Regions from separate parts of the Sus scrofa genome. Here region 2 is linked to region 1. The links are chromatin contacts, called in public Hi-C maps. All regions are on one chromosome and are shown on one strand. The core of a region is the stretch at or near the end of the contact, and the rest is flanking DNA. Distances in the headings are between cores, read along the strand shown. Region 1 holds the start of PET100 (PET100 homolog). Region 2 holds the start of PEX11G (peroxisomal membrane protein 11C).

Evidence for each region. Hi-C and Micro-C count contacts between places; a contact is called where the count stands out from the background.
Region 2: a contact with region 1 is called in a Hi-C map of mesenteric adipose tissue, with 4 times the contacts expected there. The contact joins the promoter of PEX11G here to the promoter of PET100 in region 1. A contact is called at or near these places in 2 of 5 promoter capture datasets (fetal liver and liver), 4 of 47 Hi-C or Micro-C datasets (epiblast stem cells, heart right ventricle, mesenteric adipose tissue and 1 more) and 1 of 2 datasets of contacts at active chromatin or transcription factors (alveolar macrophages).

The regions. Positions count from the first base shown.
Region 1 is chr2:71,519,121-71,522,575 of Sscrofa11.1, forward strand. PET100 (PET100 homolog) reads right to left here and starts at 1,700. Exons shown (of 4, transcript NM_001097466.2): 1 at 1,655-1,700; 2 at 889-975; 3 at 705-737; 4 at 275-421. The coding sequence starts at 1,681. The coding sequence ends at 338. It overlaps XAB2 (pre-mRNA-splicing factor SYF1), which reads left to right and starts at 1,914. Exons shown (of 19, transcript XM_003123151.5): 1 at 1,914-2,041; 2 at 3,148-3,296. The coding sequence starts at 1,991. It overlaps PCP2 (Purkinje cell protein 2 homolog), which reads left to right. Exons shown (of 5, transcript XM_013987340.2): 5 at 89-274. The coding sequence ends at 208.
Region 2 is chr2:71,637,755-71,641,104 of Sscrofa11.1, forward strand. PEX11G (peroxisomal membrane protein 11C) reads left to right here and starts at 1,535. Exons shown (of 5, transcript XM_021083936.1): 1 at 1,535-1,626. The coding sequence starts at 1,567.

The sequences.
Region 1 (3,455 bases), core at 450-2,949:
CACATCCGCCCTCCCTCCAATGTCTGTGTTACTTCTGGCCAGCACTGCCCCGGGTCCCTTCCTCTGGCTGACCCTTCCTCATCCACAGGACGGAGGGCAGAAACGAGCCGGGACCCTCAGCCCCCAACCCCTCCTCACCCCTCAGGACCCGTCTGCTCTCAGCTTCCGTCGGAACAGCAGCCCCCAGCCCCAGACACAAGCCCCCTGAGGGCCTGAGGCATCCTGGGCCCCACTTGGCCCCTGAAAGCAGACAATAAAACACTTCCACAGGCAACAAAGAATTACGTGTGTGTTATTTCATGGGTGGAGGGGCTGGGACTCAGGCACTTGCAAGGCCTCAGGAGCTCTGCTGGGCTGCACGGAGAAGCCTTTCCTCCCGCTGCTTCCGTATCCTCTCCTTGAATTCTTCTAGCTCTTGGCGCTGGGGGAGGGGATGGGATGGGAAGGAAGGAGTGGTATAAACACCTCAAGGCCAGGACCTCTTTCCCACCACCCTTCCCCTGGCCCCCCAGACTGTAGCTTCAGAGTCCAGCCTCTATACTGGAAGCCTGTGCCAATTACAACCAGGGTCTAAGTGGGATTAGGTTCAACCTTCAGGGAGAGGGCGGTAAGGAAACCACATGTCCCTCCACTCTCAGTCCCATCATGGCAATGGGGAGCCAGGCCCCTCTGTCCTCTGGCGGAAAGAAGAATATGTCTCTTACCTGGTCCTCCTTCTCGGGGGGCCACAGCTCCCTCTGTAGGGACAACAACACAGTTGGAGCCACAAGCCAGGAGCCTCCAGAGCCCCACACCAGGGCCGGGTCGGCTCAGGGGAGGCAGACACTGGTGCCCAGCAGATTGGTGCCCCCTACCCTCCCCCACCCCCTGGAATGAACCTGTGCCCACCTTGCGCTGTATGACATAGTCCTCAAACCACTCGGCCTGATTCGCAATCCAGAACATAGCCACAGGGAAGGTGAGGTAGATGGTCATCTGGAAGGGCAGGAGTCGGATGAGCAGGGCAAGGAACTACTACCTCTGCCCCCACTGTGTGGGGGCTGCTCAGGGCCTGGAGGACCATTCTCTGGCAGAGACCAGGGATACCCCTGCAGCCCCAGAACCCCCCAAAAATTCCCACCAAGGGTACAGAAGCCACACACCTTAAAAAGTCTAGCCCCATAATCCAAGAGTCCTTACTGCTGAAAGCCCCCTTTGAGGCCAGGAGATTCCCTTTCAAAGAAAGACATGCACACACACACAGGCCCCGGGAGCAGAAGAGCTCATAGAGCATAAAGGTATCTCTTTGAGACCTCATTATCCCACCCCCCGTCAGACCCCGGAGAACCCCCAACCCCAAAAGGTCTCACGCTTCAGTCTACACCCCTAAATCTAAGAGTGCCTGCCGCACACGCACCATGAGCCCGAGATCTGCTCCAGAGCCTGGAGCGTTTCTTCCTAGAGCCCCCTCCCTATATCCCCCCTCTCAGAGGGCCTTCCTCACATGAGCCCTCCCAGAGCCCCCAGCCCAGGGCCCCCTCTTCAGGGTTTCAACTGTAAAGGTTGAAAGGCTTTCGCCCCCAGAGCGCCATCTCTCGGAGGCCCCCCTTTTCAGAGTCTCCTCATCCAGAAAGACCCGGCGCCCAGCGGTCCAACCGCTCCACTGCTCACTGACCCGAAACACCTCCAGCTTCACGCCCATCTCGCTCCTCTTGGGCTTCAAAGCCGCTTCCGCCCAAAACCAACCTTCCAGCAAGACTGCCGCTCATTAGGGGTCGGCGGTCTCTAGTGCTGAAACCGATTGGCCTGAGGAACTCTCTGGATGACGTCATCTTCGGACGCTTCTTCCTGTTTCCGGTAGCTGGCGCTGTCTAAGAGAAAGTCAACAACTCAGGCCGCGCTATTGGGAAGGGTTCAACCAATAGGAAAACGGATCTGGCCAGAGAGGGCGGCCTTCAGTCTGAGACGTCATTATAGCGCGACTCCTGCCAGTACCTGGAGCGCCCGGAAAATGGTGGTGATGGCGCGGCTCTCGAGAACCGAGCGGCCGGACCTCGTCTTTGTGAGTTCGCGGCGGGGCCGAGGATGGCTCGCGTGGGCACTCTGAGGCTTAGATGCCTCAGGGCATTGGGGCCTAGCCGCCCGAGGGAACTAGGCTAGAGCTTTGTCGGCCCGAGGGTAGGAAGAGCATTACGGGCCGGAGACGGGGACCAGGCTAGTCAAGAGCAAAGGGCTGGTGCTGGAGACCAAGTGGTCTGAGTAAAGAGCAGGTGGTCTAGATTAAGGGCTTGGCGTCCTGGTCCTGCGGCGGAAATGGGAACGCGCAGAGAATGGGAAGGAAGGGAGACGAGCTAAATCTTGGGAGGCCTGATATTTGAAGTAAAGGCATAGTGACCAGTCTAGGGTTCTGGTTTCAGTGGTAAAGTCTTGGTGTCCTGGGTAGTGGTCTAGGTCATGAGCGTTATAGTTTCTGGGATAAAGGCTTGGCATCTGAGAGAGAACCCTGGAATTGGAAGTAAAGACCTAGTGAGGTGAAGCTGCTCAGGCGATGGCCAGTGGAATCCTGAAGACTCAAAGACTTGGTGTTTGGAGTGGAAGCCTGGCATCTCCATGAGATTCCTGGTGTCTGAGTTAAAGGCTAGGCATCCTGTCCAAACCTTTCTCTCTGAGATAAGGGTCTAGCTTCCAGCTTCTGGAGGCAGAATTGAGCTAGACTCTGACTAGCGGGAGCCTGAGGTGCCAAAGGTCTGGTGTCTGAGAAGAGGTATATTGTGAAGAGGTAAGACATGGTGTCAAAAACAACAACAACAACAACAAAAAAAAAAAAAACACCAAAAAACTTGTTGTCTAGGGCAGAGGCTTGGTGTCTAAGGAGGCTGCTGATCTGGGCCAGAGACTGGGTACCAGAAGAGTGATGTCTGGGTGGTAGTCTCATGTCTAGCCTAGAACCCCGTGACCAAGGAGTCTGATGGTCTGGCTCAGATTGTAAGCAGCAGAATTCTGAGGGGTGAAAGGATAGATCAGAGTCCTGGGATATGGGCATCTGGTGACCAGGCTCTGATGGTGGGAACTGGGACCTGGGTAGGGGTCCGGAGCTTGGCGTGGAGTGGTGCTGCCCTCAGGCTCTGAGGGTAGGGTTGTCTTCTCCCCGTTCATCGGCCCTGGCAGGAGGAAGAGGACCTCCCTTATGAGGAGGAGATCATGCGGAACCAGTTCTCCGTCAAATGCTGGCTCCGCTACATTGAGTTCAAACAGGGTGCCCCGAAGCCCAGACTCAATCAGCTGTACGAGCGGGCGCTGAAGCTGCTGCCCTGCAGGTGAGGTTGGCTGCAGCTGCTCTGCCTGTCTCAGCCCCACCCCACTTGTCCCATCACACCAGAGCTGGCTAGTAGGTCCCAGGTGATTGCTATGTGTGGCACCTTTGATTGGTGAGCACACTTTCCCTGCCCATCCCCCCATGGGAGACTTGTCACCCC
Region 2 (3,350 bases), core at 285-2,784, 120 kb after region 1:
ATTACTGCTGAGCCACAAGGGAAATTTTTTTTTTTTTTAAAGGAAATCAGTTGAGTGTCTGCTTCGATGCAGTGAGTTAAGAATTTGACTGCAGTGGCTCAGGTCACTGTGGAGGTGCAGGTTTGACCCCCAGCCCCACACAGTGGGTTAAAGGATCTGGAGTTGCTGCAGTTGCTGCAATTGGGTCACCATGGCTCAGATTCAGCCCCTGGCCTGGGAACTTCCGTATGCCATGGGTGTGGCCATAAAAAAAGAAAATGCATTGGATGTTATTAAAATTTGGAATTCCCTGGTGGCCTAGCTGGTTAAGGGTCCAGCATTGTCACTGCTGCTGCTCAGGTTCGATCCCTGACCTGGGAACTTCTCCAAGGATAATTCAAGTGTTGGCAAGAATATGGAGAAACTTTTTGTGCATTGCTGGTGGGAACCGAAAATGTCGTAGCCATTGTGTGGCGAAGGCGGGCAGCTGCATCTCAGATTTGACTTCTAGCCTGGGAACTTCCACATGCCACAGGTGCAGCCCTAAAAAGAAAGAAAAAAAGAGTGAACATTTAATCTCTTCCTAGTGACACCTAAAGAATGTGGCTTGTCATCTGGCTCTACAAGGATTGAGTCATTGGCTACTGCAGTTGCTGATCTTCACATACCCTGAAAGGAGTTCGGGGTGGAGATCAGGAATAAGTCTCTTGGTGTTCTGGGAGAAGTGGCAGGACAGGTTTTCAGTTAGGTATTTTCAGGACAAATTTTTTTATAAGCCTGGATTTTGGCCTCTAGGAAAAGCACTAAAACCCTTATCTGAGCTATCTGTTCCCAGTGACCAGCAGCAACCTTCTACTGAGATGTGTGCTCGATTACACATAATCTTCTCCAAAATCATGTTATGTACTGACCTCCCTCCCCCCATCTTTTCTGAGCAGCTCCTCAGAGCTGAGAGGCTGTCTCTTGGGCTATCGTCCTCAGTAAGTCCACAAGTAAAACTGAAACTGAGAGCTCTCACGGATGTGGGTTTATATTTCACTCAACACCAACCACCCAGTTTTCCTCTCAGGTGCCACTCTGCTAGGGAACTGTTGACTCTTGTCTATTCTTCTAGACTGATTCTGTAGCGTTTCCCTAACTTTCTAAAAATGTCTTATGTGAAAGGACAACAACAACCCATGCTCCCTATAGACAAACAGACAATGCGGAAAGGGGGAAGCAGAAAAATTAAAAAAAGAAAACTCCCTTCCTGGACCACAGCAAACACGTCGATGCTCTTGTTTGGATTTTTTTTCCTTTTTTTAATGTGTGTGTGTGGTTGGTTAACGTGGAAAACACGGGTTGCCTGGGGGCGGGCAGACGACAACGAGCTCCGAGGGCCGCCAGGGTGCACAAACCCGGAGAAGCGCGCACGTGCCAGCCCCAGAACTGCAAACCCTGTCTCTCCCAGAAACAGACAAAGGGCCGGTTCCGGAACAAAGAGTCGCAACCGCGTCTGCGCAGAACGTTCCGGGAGCGCGGCCTCGCGCTGAGTCCGCCCCCTGGCGCGCCGCGCAGACGTCACGGTGACGTCACAGCGGAGGCACCATGGCGGCCCTGAGCGGTCTGGCGTCGGCGCTGGAGTCGTATAGGGGCCGCGACCGCCTGGTGAGGCTGGGGTGGAACGCGGCCAGAGGTCCCGGAGTCGGATCAAAGCTCAGAGACTGGGAAACTGAAGCCAGAGAGGGAGCGGGGTCACTCAAGGTCCCCCATGGCAGAGGCCCTGTCGGAGCTGGGCTCCAACCCTGTCCCTTAGCGGTGGACATTTAGATTGTTCCGGCCGTCCCGTCGTGACTGGTCGGTTACAGTATCAACCAGATCCTGACGTTTGCACATTGGGATCCTACCAGATCACTGCAGTAGTTTGCATCCAAACAATATCATATGATTGAGGGTGTTGCAGGGCTCCCCCTATGGCTGGTCATTTGGGTTCTGACCAAACCCCCTTATAGTTGGACACTTAGGTTGTTCTGGCAGATTCAACCTGGCTGGACATTTCCATGCCAAACAGGCCTATGTTTTAGGATCTGACTAGGCCACTGTAGCTTTTCCCATGGTTATCCAAACAATCTCATATAGGAGAGTTCCCTGGTGGTCTAGTGGCTAAGGGTTTAGCATTGTCACTGCTGTGGCTGGGTTCAGTCCCTGGCCTGGGAACTTCCACATGCTGCGGGCACGGCCAAAATAATAAAATCTCACATAGGGATCTAAGATTTTGCAGGCCTTTCCCTGTGGCTGGATATTGAGGTTTGACCACATGACCTCTGGTTGGGCTTTTTAAAATTTATTTATTTATTTTGTCTTTTTGCCATTTTTTGGGCTGCTCCCGCGGTATATGGAGGTTCCCAGGCTAGGGGTCCAATCGGAGCTGTAGCCACCAGCCTACGCCGGAGCCACAGCAACTCAGGATCCGAGCCACGTCTGCGGCCTACACCACAGCTCACAGCAGTGCCAGATCCTTAACCCACTAATCAAGGCCAGGGATCAAACCTGCAACCTCTGTGGATTCGTTAACCACAGAGCCGCGACGGGAACTCCTGGTTGGGCATTTAGATTGTTTCTCCCAGGCCCCGAGGTCAGACTCTGAGCTCATCCCAATCAGTCTCCGGGAATGTACCAGTGGCAGGTATTTAGGTTCTAGTCAAATCCCCTATGAGTGGGTATTCAGGTTTTAAATGCCCCCAGGCTGGACATTTAAATTGCAACATTTTGCCATAACAAGGGTGCTGAAAAGGAATTATATGTGAAAATAATATATAGAACAATTAAAAAAGCAACTTCTAAAAGATGAGAGAGTTCTGTTGTGGCTCAGTGGTGATGAGCCCATGAACCCGACTAGTATACATGAGGATGCGGGTTGGATCCCTGGCCTCACTCAGAGGGTTAAGGATCCAGTGTTGCTGTGAGCTGTGGTGTAGGTTGCATATGCGGCTCAGATCCTGAGTTGTTGGCTGTGGTATAGGCCGGCAGTTGTAGCTCTGATTCAACCCCTAGCCTGAGAACTTCCATATGCCATGGGTGCAGCCCTAAAAAGCTAAAAATAAATAAATAAAAGCAGATGAGGAACTCCCCCGGTGCAATGGGATTAACGGCATCTTGGGAGCGCTGGGACACATGTTCAATCCCCAGCCCGGCACACTGGGTTGAGGATCTGACATTGCCGCAGCTGCAGCTTAGGTAGAGACTGTGGCTCCGATCTGATCCCTGGTCTGGGAACTCCATGTGCCACAGGGCAGCCAAAAATGAAAAAAAAGAAAAAAGCAGATGAAGTAAAGATATAAGGGTGGACACAGTTCACAATGCCCCAAATCATCCACTAAGTGGCTTCCTTC